Linked DNA regions of Danio rerio: region 1 is linked to region 2. The links are chromatin contacts, called in public Hi-C maps. All regions are on one chromosome and are shown on one strand. The core of a region is the stretch at or near the end of the contact, and the rest is flanking DNA. Distances in the headings are between cores, read along the strand shown. Region 1 holds the start of LOC100537744. Region 2 holds the start of klf7b (Kruppel like factor 7b).

What was found. A called contact is a pair of places that touch in the nucleus more often than the background predicts.
Region 1: a Hi-C map of hematopoietic stem cells shows a contact between it and region 2, with 4 times the contacts expected there. The contact joins the promoter of LOC100537744 here to the promoter of klf7b in region 2. A contact is called at or near these places in 2 of 18 Hi-C or Micro-C datasets (embryo and hematopoietic stem cells) and 1 of 4 datasets of contacts at active chromatin or transcription factors (caudal fin).

What each region holds. Positions count from the first base shown.
Region 1 is chr9:30,356,507-30,362,794 of GRCz12tu, forward strand. It overlaps LOC100537744, which reads right to left and starts at 3,402. Exons shown (of 8, transcript XM_073912777.1): 1 at 2,568-3,402; 2 at 1,531-1,767; 3 at 942-1,283; 4 at 1-366. The coding sequence starts at 2,628. It overlaps zgc:162396, which reads left to right and starts at 4,061. Exons shown (of 6, transcript NM_001044782.2): 1 at 4,061-4,299; 2 at 4,899-5,059; 3 at 5,605-5,818; 4 at 6,001-6,101. The coding sequence starts at 4,189.
Region 2 is chr9:30,066,855-30,072,473 of GRCz12tu, forward strand. klf7b (Kruppel like factor 7b) reads right to left here and starts at 1,541. Exons shown (of 4, transcript NM_001044766.2): 1 at 1,084-1,541. The coding sequence starts at 1,185. All of the region lies in intron 1 of LOC141376143 (a long non-coding RNA gene), which reads left to right.

The sequences.
Region 1 (6,288 bases), core at 2,152-4,651, 290 kb after region 2:
CTTGGTTTGTTGCAGTTACGTTATCTGTTGATCTTTGGTTTGATACAGTTATGATTTTTGTTGATATTGTTGGAGCATTGGTAATTTCTGAGGTAAAGTTGAGTATTACAGGCGCCAGGGCTCTGAGCTGATTCTCTGTAAAAACTGCACACTGCCAGTGCAGCGGCTCTGTTTTAAAGCTGGACAGATTCACTCTGAGTTGTAACTTGTTGTTTTTCTCAGTTATCCTGTTCTGTTTTTCCAGCACTCCTCGTTTTCTCTCCATCCTGAGCCAAACCAGCGTCACGGATTCAGTCACTTCAGAAAGCTCACAAGTGAGAAGCACAGACTGACTCCTCAACACACCACCAGGGGGCTCTACTGACACTGCACATAAAACAACGAGAGAAAGTAAAGTGTAGAATGCTTGATGAGGTCATTCAATCATTTTCTTGTCGGCTTAGTGCCTTTTTTAATCAGGGGTCGCCGCAGTGGAATGAACCGCCAACTTATCCAGCAAGTTTTTACGCAGCGGATGCCCTTCCAGCCGCAACCCATCTCTAGGAAACATCCACACACACACTCATACAAAACTGGAAACCGGAGCACCCGGAGGAAACCCACGCGAATGCAGGGAGAACATGCAAACTCCACACAGAAACACCAACTGAGCCGAGGTTCGAACCAGCGACCCAGCGACCTTCTTGCTGTGAGGCGACAGCACTACCTACTGCGCGACTGCCTCGCCCGCTTGATGAGGTGATTTCTTTTAATGGGAATAACAATTTTTTTTTTAACTATAAAAATAAACATTTGTTAAATCATTTAAATGTGCAGTATACAATGAATGTTCTTTCATTCCTGTTAGGCTCATTCCTTGTATTATCATGTGCTATCTCTTCAAATTTAAACTGTATTCCTTTTACGATCTCAATTAAAAATGTTGACAAAAACATATATACCTCTGATGGTGTGTAGTATTGTGGTTGTGTAGATGGTAGTTTCTGTAATGCACCTGTACGTGCCACTATAGTTGTAGAGGACAGGTGAGATGTGAAAGGTAAAAGCTTGACTGTTGTATGTGGTTGAAGAAAATCTTCCTGGTTTAATTGGTCCTTTAACTTCAACTTTTCCTCCTTTTTTAACAGTTATTAGATCAATCTGTGAATTAGGTCTCTTCTCCCACGTCCACCTCCAGCTGTCATAGTTATTGTTGTTAGTCTTGCAGATCAGTGATACATCACGTTTGCTGGAGCTTTCTCTATAAATAGATTTATTTGTCTTAACGTTTCCATTATATGAATCTGTAAAGAAAATAAGCAACTTGGTCAATTTTTGTACATAAATATTTGTTATTATTTTAATAATATAAAATATTATTTAATAATATATTATTTAAATAATATACTTAATAATACAATATATTTAATAATAATATTAAATAATATTATTCAAATAAATTACAGAATTTTTATGGAAAATATGGGAGTGGAAACACAAAAACATGAAAGAATATTATTATTTAGTCATACTACAAAAAAGAATATTTACGTGTTTTGACAGTAAGCGTGTGATTTGTAATAGTTTGTATTTTTCCATCTTTATTCAGTCGGCAGTAATATTCGCCTGTATTGTGTTCATCTGCTGTGTGTAAGATGATGTAGGCAGAGTTGTTGTATATCAGAGTCGTGTTGGATGTTGGTTTTCCTTCTTTTGTCCACTGCAGTGTTGAGAATTCAGACAGAAGAGAGACATCACAGCGCAAACACACATCAGAGCCAGGAGAGACTTTAGAGAAATGAAATAAAACCAACAATGAGAAATTGTATAAAACTTTATTACATTTAAAATAATGAAAAGTGATATTATTGTTTTTATTATTTTATCAGAACACTTTGAACTGATGTAAATTCTTTATATGAAAAACAATTAGTTTTAACAGTTCAACATCAAACCTTGCTGAACAAAATCCAAACACACCAAGTAAATTAGCTGAGGACTTTGCACAAATACATTTTGTATTTATCAGCCTTTCTAAGCATTAGGATAAACAGACACATGCATGCGCGCGCACACACACAAACACACATACACACAAATATATATTTTTTGTTTTATAAATAGATACAATATTACAGTAGAAAGAAAAAACTTAATCAACCTTCATCTTTGGTCTTGACTGCTTGCCTTGGTAGATACACTGTATTGGTTAAAAAAAACTATTAGAAAGTACAGTATATTGAATTATTACAGCAACTGACTGATGAAAGATTAAAATTGTTATTTTGGTGGTTGGTTTGGATTAATCAGTGACATTTACAGTACTGGCATGATTGTTGTTTCCATATAAAATGTTCATTTAAAAATAAATATTGCAGTAATCTGGCTAGATTTATGTACAGCAAATCAAAAATCTAATTAAAGCACGGAGCATTGTTAAAGTTAAATGTTCTGGTTTAGATAACTCAGATTTTCCTGTAGCTAACCATACCTCAGTTTACAGACAGAATACACCCACTAATCAGTAAAATAATACAAAATTAAGAAAATAAATATTGTTTATTTAGAATCTGGTTAGTAACACTCACCTAGTTGAGAGCTGTAACAAAATCCACTTAAAAACATTAATATCAAAATTGTGAAGTACATGGTGTTTTCTGTCTTTTTTAGAAAGAGGAAGTGCAGAGAAAGAGGAAGTAAAAAATATATTTTCCTTTCTTCTTTTTTTAAAAAGATGGACACAAGTGTGTTAGCTTTTCTTGCAAAGAGGAAACGTGTTTTGAAACAATGATGTGCAAATTTACAATTATATAATTTTTGAATGACTGCATCTACTGAAATATCTATTTATTACAAGTATATACTGTAATGTTTTTAAAAGGGATTAAGCCGAAAAGGAAATGAATGAATAAATGAATGCTTTTAATAATCAAGACAGATGTTAAACACAACATACAGTACTGACATTGTAGACTATTTGCTTAAGATAAGGTATTTATCAGCAGCATCATTTTATATTTGAAAACAGATTAACTGAAAATGGCACATAAAACATTTCACATAGCAAAGTTAAACTTAGATTAAGTAAGATCACAGTTATGTTTGTGTCTTTTAAATGTCTCATTGTGTTTTTTCTTCACACTTGCAGGGCTAGAATTGCTTAGGGCTCCCAAATCACTAAATCCGCCCCTGTATGTACGGATTAAATGCATTTATCTATTTTAATTTATTCATTCATGTATATAGACTTTTTTTATCATATGGAAGTTGTTTGGTCGATTTATTTTTTTTAACATTGTACGAATGTATGATTCCTGGGGATTAATTTGGATCTATTTTGTGTTATAAAGGGCTAAAAATGTGTAAATACTGCCCTCTGCTGGCTATGTTTCAACAAGAAAAAAGTATGTTTTATTGCGCGACCTACTTGAAAAAAAAAAAAAAACGTTTTAACATTTTTTTACAACATATTATACTCAAGTGCATGAAGGTATTTTCATTCTGAACAAACGGTTTGTTTTATATTTGTTTTATTTCACCATCATAAAAAACACATGTAACGTTAGCGTAAAAAAACAAGTAGCTTCCCACTTTAATTTCACAAACAGTGAATGAAAATAAAAACGTCAAACGAGACTATTTAAACTGAATTATGGTAGTAAAAAAAGTAAAATAATATGCAATAAAAAAAACGTTTTGAACTCTCGCGACAACTCGTGAATGACACTGGGAAAAGTAAACATAAAATATGGCGACTTCCGTAACTGCAAATCTTATTACAGTTCATATTTTGTTGTTTAATAACTTTGCCCAGTGGATGCCCGAGTCTCTTCAGAGAGCAGCGTTGATGAAGTGACATACGTCTGTCTGTAAACGGACAAATCTAAAGAAACGATTCGCATGAACATTAACTACAACGTAAATGAATCGACTCTTGAAACGCCTACTGTATTGTTATACTGCACGACAGAAGTAGTAGTAGTATGGGGTAGTACTGTAGTATGCTATTCAGAATAGCTTAAGCCACCTACCCACGTCATTCTCGATTATGACCAAAACCATGACTTAGCAGTCGTTTTGTTCCCACCCATTTGACATGAACTCGTATTCGTGTTTCGCCTCTTCAGTATCCAGTAATAATTAACTCTGCAGAAGTGCAGAATTAACTTTACTCTGAATGTTCGTCTAAAGACTTGCCGTTAAAGAAAAATGACTGAACGAATGTTTGAAGAGAAACAACATGCCTCCCTCTATCAACAATATCGATTCGCACCACCGGATGAGCTGAAGGAGCTTATTCTTCAGTATCTGGACAAAAAGGTAAGATCAGCCGCGAGGTTTTGTTCGAGGTTTTGTGTGCACGACAGCTGAATCAGTACGTTTATTAAGGCCCTTCCAAAATATGAATCGCCTACATTATATAGTTAAATAATCTACATGTTATGCATCTTGGTAAAATAATAGGGCTAAACTTAATTTACATTAATAATTATAATAATTCTTGTGCTTTTGATAATAAACATTCTTCGACCCATCCTAACGATGACATTAATTTAATAATTAACGTTAATTATTACAATTTTAAAGTTGCTTTAATTCTTGAAAAGAATGTGGTGTTTTTTTTTTTTTTTTGAAGGGATAGTTCATCTTAAAATAAAAAAATTGACTTAAGTGCCCTCAAGCAAAGATTTATAGTTTTGCATATTTTAAATAGTTATTTATTATTATTATTATTTTTTTTTTGCTGTACATTTTCGCTTCATTAATGTTTTTTTTTTCTTACAGTCGTTTTCATTTCAGTAATTCTAGTTTAACAGAATTAAACTAGAGTTAACGGAACATTTTTACTTAAGTAATTTACATTTGATCTTTTAAATTGTCTCAAATATAATATTCATTGATTAAAACAATTTTCACAGAAAGGAAAGCCCCATCAGCTGGCTGTGGATTTAGGCTGCGGGACAGGGCAAACCTCTCGCCCTCTGACACCATACTTTCAGCAGGTGGTGGGCATTGATGTCAGTGAATCACAGGTGGAGGAGGCGAGAGCAGTGCAGGGCTTCCCTAATCTCACCTACAGGTCAGTAGTGCATGCTTCTACTCTTAAATAAATACAATTTAGTAGCCCTTGATATTTGGTAAAGGTAATTTACGTTAGTTGATTATAGATTAAAATACAAAAAGAATGCCTTTGCAACGATACGCTGTTGAACATCTAACTGTTGCCCATGCTAAAAAAATGAATCAACAAAAAATGACAGTGGTATGAAAACAACAAATAAGAAAGCATTTGATCATAGTTATTCGGAAATGTTTGCACAAGCTCTGCAATTCACCAACATCATGTGTAAACAATATTATTTTTATTTTAATTATAGTCTTCTGTTACAGTAGTTTAATTATCAAGGTACATACAGTCTTTGACACTGAGTAGTTTTCAAAACTCCTTGGTGTTTTTAGCACCATGTGTTGTTGTTTATGCATAGCTGAAGGAATGCTTATGTAAAGCTTATGAAATAGCATACTTTAATACTTATCTTGAAAATAGAAAACAAAATGTGATTGTGTATTATAGTGCGAACAGATTACTCTTGTCTACTCACTATTATATTTATTAATGGACAGAGTAGGCACAGCAGAGGAGCTTCCCTTCCCAGATGCTTCAGTGGATCTGCTGACAGCTGCGTCTGCTGCTCATTGGTTTGATGCTGAACGTTTCGTCAAGGAGGCCCAGCGTGTCCTGAAACCTCATGGATGCTTGGCTCTCTTTGGCTATAATGACAGTATGAAAATACACCATGAGTCCTGTGGAGATCAACTTAATATCATATATGAGGAAGTATGTATATGTAGATATATATAAATTAAATAAAAATATATACATGAACATGTTTAATAATGATTAAAAAATAAAACTGTTTAATATGTGAATACAAAACCTTCATATTACTGAATGCATGTCTATCTGATATGTGCTCAGAGTGGTTATAACTGCTATCTCACATTAATTTATTCTAATAGCTGAAGCAAGAACTTCAGCCCTACACAAGCACTAAGGTAACTGGGGCTAGTACTAAGCTAAAGGACCTGTTTGAAGTCATACCCTTTCCAGATAAAGAGAGGTAAACCAGTGCACAACACACTTGGTGAATAATTAATTTGGTGTCAATAAGCCTGTACAGAAATATGCTTGTCACATTTAATTTTCTATAGATTTATTTGAGTATGTGTTGTATTTAATCATTAACAAATTACATTTCACACATTTTGTTTTAACCCTTTAAGTTGCTGTCCAACAGACAGCTCCTA
Region 2 (5,619 bases), core at 291-2,790:
TTTCAAGTCCACACTCTAGCGATAAATAACCACTCGCTGCATTTCCCTGCAGTTGAGCACATGGAATTGCAATGAGCTCAAGACAGCCGGTGCATGCCTGCAGAGGCGCCCATCGTCACATCGATTTCCAGAAGTCCTTCTACCACAATTGGTAAACCGTAATATTGCATTAATGCTGTTTAATTCATACAAAATCCAAATCCCAATGTTATCAGTACTGTATTTAACTACTAAACAATTATTGCCTGACACAAATCAATTGATTTGCATTGATTTTACACAGACCTCATGTCACTTAAAACATGACCCTGACAGATATTTCCCAATGTGCATCACTTCCACCAGATCTTCCAGAAGGCTTAAGTGGGATGTCATAAAAATGTAAAACACAGCTATTATCATTGATTACCTTTACCCTTCAAGAGTCAGCAAATTGTTATACAGATGCACAGCAGCTCTCAGAAAGAAAGAAAAAAAAGTGTGATTTGAATGCATTCTCCTCACATCCACTCACGCGCGCACCCTCGCGGCGGAGGTAATACATAATACATGACGATCGGGAACTGCTCTTGATATCGTCGTGCTGAAAAACACGAAGTAATCTGACAGATGCGAATGCATTATTTAATAACAAGTCGCTTATTGTTAGCGAAGCTCTTACTTTCTCCATCCATATTACGTGCGCCTTTAACAAAACGCCATTCAGTCAGTTTCAGCCAGAAATAATGCACATGATTCATCTCGTGTCTCATTCTGTCACTCTGTTTTGCCTGGAGTATAACACTAAGAAGTACACTACATTAGCACACAACGTATTGCAGACTATTCTTCTCACTAATAATCACTTTCACGTCGCTAAAATAAAAGGAACGGAGTTCTAGCTTCATGCTTTCATATGAAAGCAGCAACACAGCACCTGCATCACTAAAATCCACTACGCGCAAAAATTTGGACAGCGTGTTTTGGATAGGCGCGCGCACGGTGAAGTTGTGAATGTTTCCATCAGGTACATCTGCGCACATAAGCAATGCTTATTTACGCAAACAACTAACAGTCCAAGTAGTTTCGTGCAAACTCTCTCACCTGCTGCCAGTTCTCCTCCAGCGACGGCATCGCTGAGAAGTAGCCCGTGTCGTGCACCAGCTGAAGTTCCTGAAAAATACTGTAATTCGCCAACACGTCCATGTTGATGCTCACAAGAAAAACAAAACTGATGCTTTGATCCTCAGGTATAAATTGTTTTCTTCTCAGCCCGCTGTCAGACGCAAAAAGGAATGCTTCAAATCCTCCGTGAAGTGTAGTTAAAGCTGGTTGTTTTAAGCGCTAATGGAAAAAAAAGGAAGGAAAAAAATAAAAAACAATTCTTGTCACTTAATTGCAGTCCCCGCGAACTCTCAGATCCTCAGCCTGGGAGTGGGATGCAAACTCGGTGACATGAAGTGTCCACCTATTTCCGCATTGCCTCTGTGTCTTTTGCGCTATAAATTCCAGGTAGCCTTTCTCCTGAATGCCGTGGATCACCAAGGCAAGTTGCTGGGCTCGCTGCCTCGCGAGCGAGAGGAAGCAAAGGGAGCCGAGGGGGCGTGGTTTGTTGTCAATCAATTCCGTGCGTGACCATATACGGTAAATAAGGTTGATGATCTCACTGGCGTCCAAGTAAGGCGGTGCTTAAATAGCTAAAGAGGTGGAGTGAAATCTGAATAATATAGCGCGATTGGCTCGTGACACTTGTCAATCGGGCCGTAGAAGGCAGTGAAAGGTGAGCTATTTTTAGAGAGCTATATAGCAGCGGCAGCGCACTGGCGTCGCTCATACGGCCGGAGAGAACGCAACAAACAGAAGCAGAAGTTGCAGATTGTAACGTGAGGCAAGTCTCTATGTAGTCATATCTGCTGGAAATGATACATTACGGGTATCTCACAGCGCAAAGCTGCCTATAAAGTTGGAAGTGTCGTTTGGAAAATAATTAATGTTATGATGCAATGTTCAAGCGTAGGCGAATGCTGAAAAAAAAGTCTGAAGATCTTCTCAGATGTTTCACAAGTAGTAGGATTAAGCGCTTCACAGACAAGATCGGGGCTACTTTAAACATTTTAATTCTGAAATAAGAGGCTTAGCACTTAGAAATGAGTTTTAGCTTCTCTAATGGCACAAATTACCGCAAAGAGCATTGCAACTGTTTCAGCAACGCAATTGATGGCATTGATTTGCAGTACTGATCTGGTTATTGTTCTGTAAAGGGTAATTGACTCATCAGGATGGTTTTTCACCCTGTGGGCAAGCCAGAAACACTCCTAATAGCAGTTAATTCCTGAAATCCATAAAAACGCAACCTAAAAAGTGTAATATTTCTAAATAATGATTGTTGCCTATAGCAGTCCTGTAACTGACTGCTCATACTGCAAACGTTTACTTAATTCGTGCTCATCTATCTATCTATCTATCTATCTATCTATCTATCTATCTATCTATCTATCTATCTATCTATCTATCTATCTATCTGTCTGTCTGTCTGTCTGTCTGTCTGTCTGTCTGTCTGTCTGTCTGTCTGTCTGTCTGTCTGTCTGTCTGTCGTAAACAGATTTATCTTTGTTCAACAAACCATTATTCAAGCAAAAGCTTTTATTCAAAGTTATTATGAATCTAGTTTCTTAATGTAGCCTAATTAATATGAACTTGCTTGTAGTGTTAAAATTCATCACAATGTATGACACAAGATGACACATTTTACATTCAGATTTTTAATCTTAATACATGTGGTGTGTGTGTGTGTGTGTGTGCTTAATGTTACCAGAAGTAATGTCTGGCCAATGAAAGTTTATATTTTACCCCTTATTCAAACATATTGATGTTATGTTATTGTAAATATTCTAAGCAAATATAAGTGTGTTTGTTTGGAGAGCGTTTTGTGATCAAGAAAAACCTACTTACTGAAAAATGTGCAGGAGAATGGCTGCCAATTAAATAAAAGGGAGAAAAAAGGAAAACAATAATTAATAACTAATAAACATAATTAATAATAACCGAATGTAGTCACTTTGCATACTTAAACTTGTAAGATTTTTGTTTACTCTGCATTAATTTACCTGTAAAATCTCTTTTTTTTGCCAACAAAAGTAATTCATTCATTTATTATTTTCATTTAGTCCCTTTCTTCATCAGGGGTCACCACATTAGAATGAACCGCCAACTTATCCAGCATACAGTTGAAGTCAGAATTATAAGCCCCCCTTTGAATTTTTTTTAATTTTTAAAATTTTTTTTTAAATATTTCTCAAATTATGTTTAACGAAGCAAGGATATTTTCACAGTATGTCTGATAATGTTTTTTCTTCTGGAAAAAAGTTTTATTTTGGCTAGAATAAAAGCAGTTATTAATTTTTTTAAACACCATTTTAAGGACAAAATTATTAGCCCCTTTAAGCAAATTTTTTTGAAAGTCTACAGAACAAACCATCATTATACAATAACTTGCCTAATTACCCTAACCTGCCTAGTTAACCTAATTAACCGAGTTAAGCCTTTAAATGTCCCTTTAAGCTGTATAGAAGTGTCCTGAAAAACATGTAGTAAAATATAAAAATATAATTTACTGTCATCATAGCAAAGATAAAATAAATCAGTTATCAGAAATCAGTTATTAAAACTATTGTTTAGAAATGTGTTGAAAAAAAATCTACTCTCTGTTAAACAGAAATTGGGGGGAAAATAAACAGGGGGTCTAATAATTAAGGGGGGCTAATAATTCTGACTTCAACTGTATGTTTTACACAGTGGATGCCCTTCCAGCCACAACTTAACACTGGGAAACACCCATACACGCTCTTTCACACACATACACTATGGACATTTTAGCTTATTCAATTTACCTATAGCGCATGTCTTTGCACCCGAAGGAAACCCACGCGAACACGGAGAGAACATGCAAACTCCACACAGAAATGCCAACTGACCCAGCCGGAGCTCGATCCAGCGACCTTCTTGCTGTGAGGTGATCATGCTACCCCCTGCGCTACTGTGAAGCTACCAACAAAAATAATTTGATAATAATTTTGTGTTTTTCACATTCCACTAACCTAAACTTGTGGTCTCATTAAAGCAAGTAATATACAAATGTCTCATTCTGTCATCATTTTGTTTACTGCTATATATTTTTGGTATGCCGTGGTTTTAGATTTTTTAGCCATACCGATTTTTGTTCTATTGTTTTTCCTAGGAGCCACCAACATTACTTTGAAAATAAAACTGTTTCCTTATTAAAATTCATTAGTTACATATAGCAATTAAATTACTATAATCTGAGTCAGAAAAACTAAGAATGAGAGAAAATGTCATGATAAGAATAATTGAATTCTATGTTTGATTAACAAAGCTACATTTAATCATTTAATAGGTTCTGACAGCATCTAACACAGATTTATAGCTCAATGCATTTACTTAATACTGCATTTGTTAGCTATAGTTTATTCTTAAGAAAAATAGCTTGAGATTAAAAAAGACTAATACGCAAACCAATCTAAATGTTTGTATTTATGTTAACACTAGTTTAGCCGAAAAAAAGTGGCAGGCAGTATAAGACAGTAAGCCTGAGTTTGCAAAATAAAAGACTGTTTTAGTTGTAGTGAGTAATTGAGTTTGTATGCGTGTTGTGCTGTCTGTCTCTTCCGTCACTATCCCAGGGGACATTGGTCTTTGTCTCAGTGGAGTACCAGGGCAGATGGTTGCTAGATTGGCTGTTTCAGGACATTTTCCCTATTGATTTTTACAGGTCTCCCTGCCAGAGAGAATTAGCCCGGAGTGGGGGTTGGATGAAGGGGTGGAAACTGTGCCGCATGACACATTAGCCCGTCTCTATCAAAAAAATATACACTGAAAGATATGAGGCAAAATGTCAAAGTGCGTGCGATTTCCTTTACTGCAGACTCACGTAATGGGTCAGTTGTCTGGGGACATAGACGAGTCCTGCCTCTTCCTCATTGGCCAGAGTGCTCTACCGAGGGACAGAGGATGATGGAAAGAAGAAGCAGGTGTGTGCTTGGTGTTATTGCACAGCGGGTTAAGGGCAGGTGTGAGTCTGTCAGGCTCGGTGGCACAGCTGGGCAGTGTAAGCCCTGATGACTGGCTCATCACTCCCTCCCATGGCTAACCCTCTGTCTCACAGAGTCTGAAACAGCTGGTTCCCACTGAGCCTAGCCCTGACCAGGTCAAACCTTGCACCTTCCAAACTGGGCCATGGACATGGAGTAAAACACATTCAGGGTGCCCTGCAGTTTCTGGCGCACACATTTACCTTTGGGGCTAAATCGTTAAAATTTAAAGCCTGTATGACGTCAACGGCGGACCCATTTGTTATGCTTAGACACAACTACATGTAAGATGCATGATATTACATGAAGTTGTGTCTGAGCAGAAGGAACTTCAGTTCTTGACTTCATAGACGCATAGAAAAAAGCAACCGTTCATCCAGAAATTAGATTTTAGTTTTTTTAAATAATTAATTCTACAATTATTTATTTATTTTTGTTTTTCTGCCAACATTCAACACTATTTTCTGCACATTTAATGTTAGTATTATATTAGAGAATATACCCTAGTAATTAGTATTGTATTATTTTACAT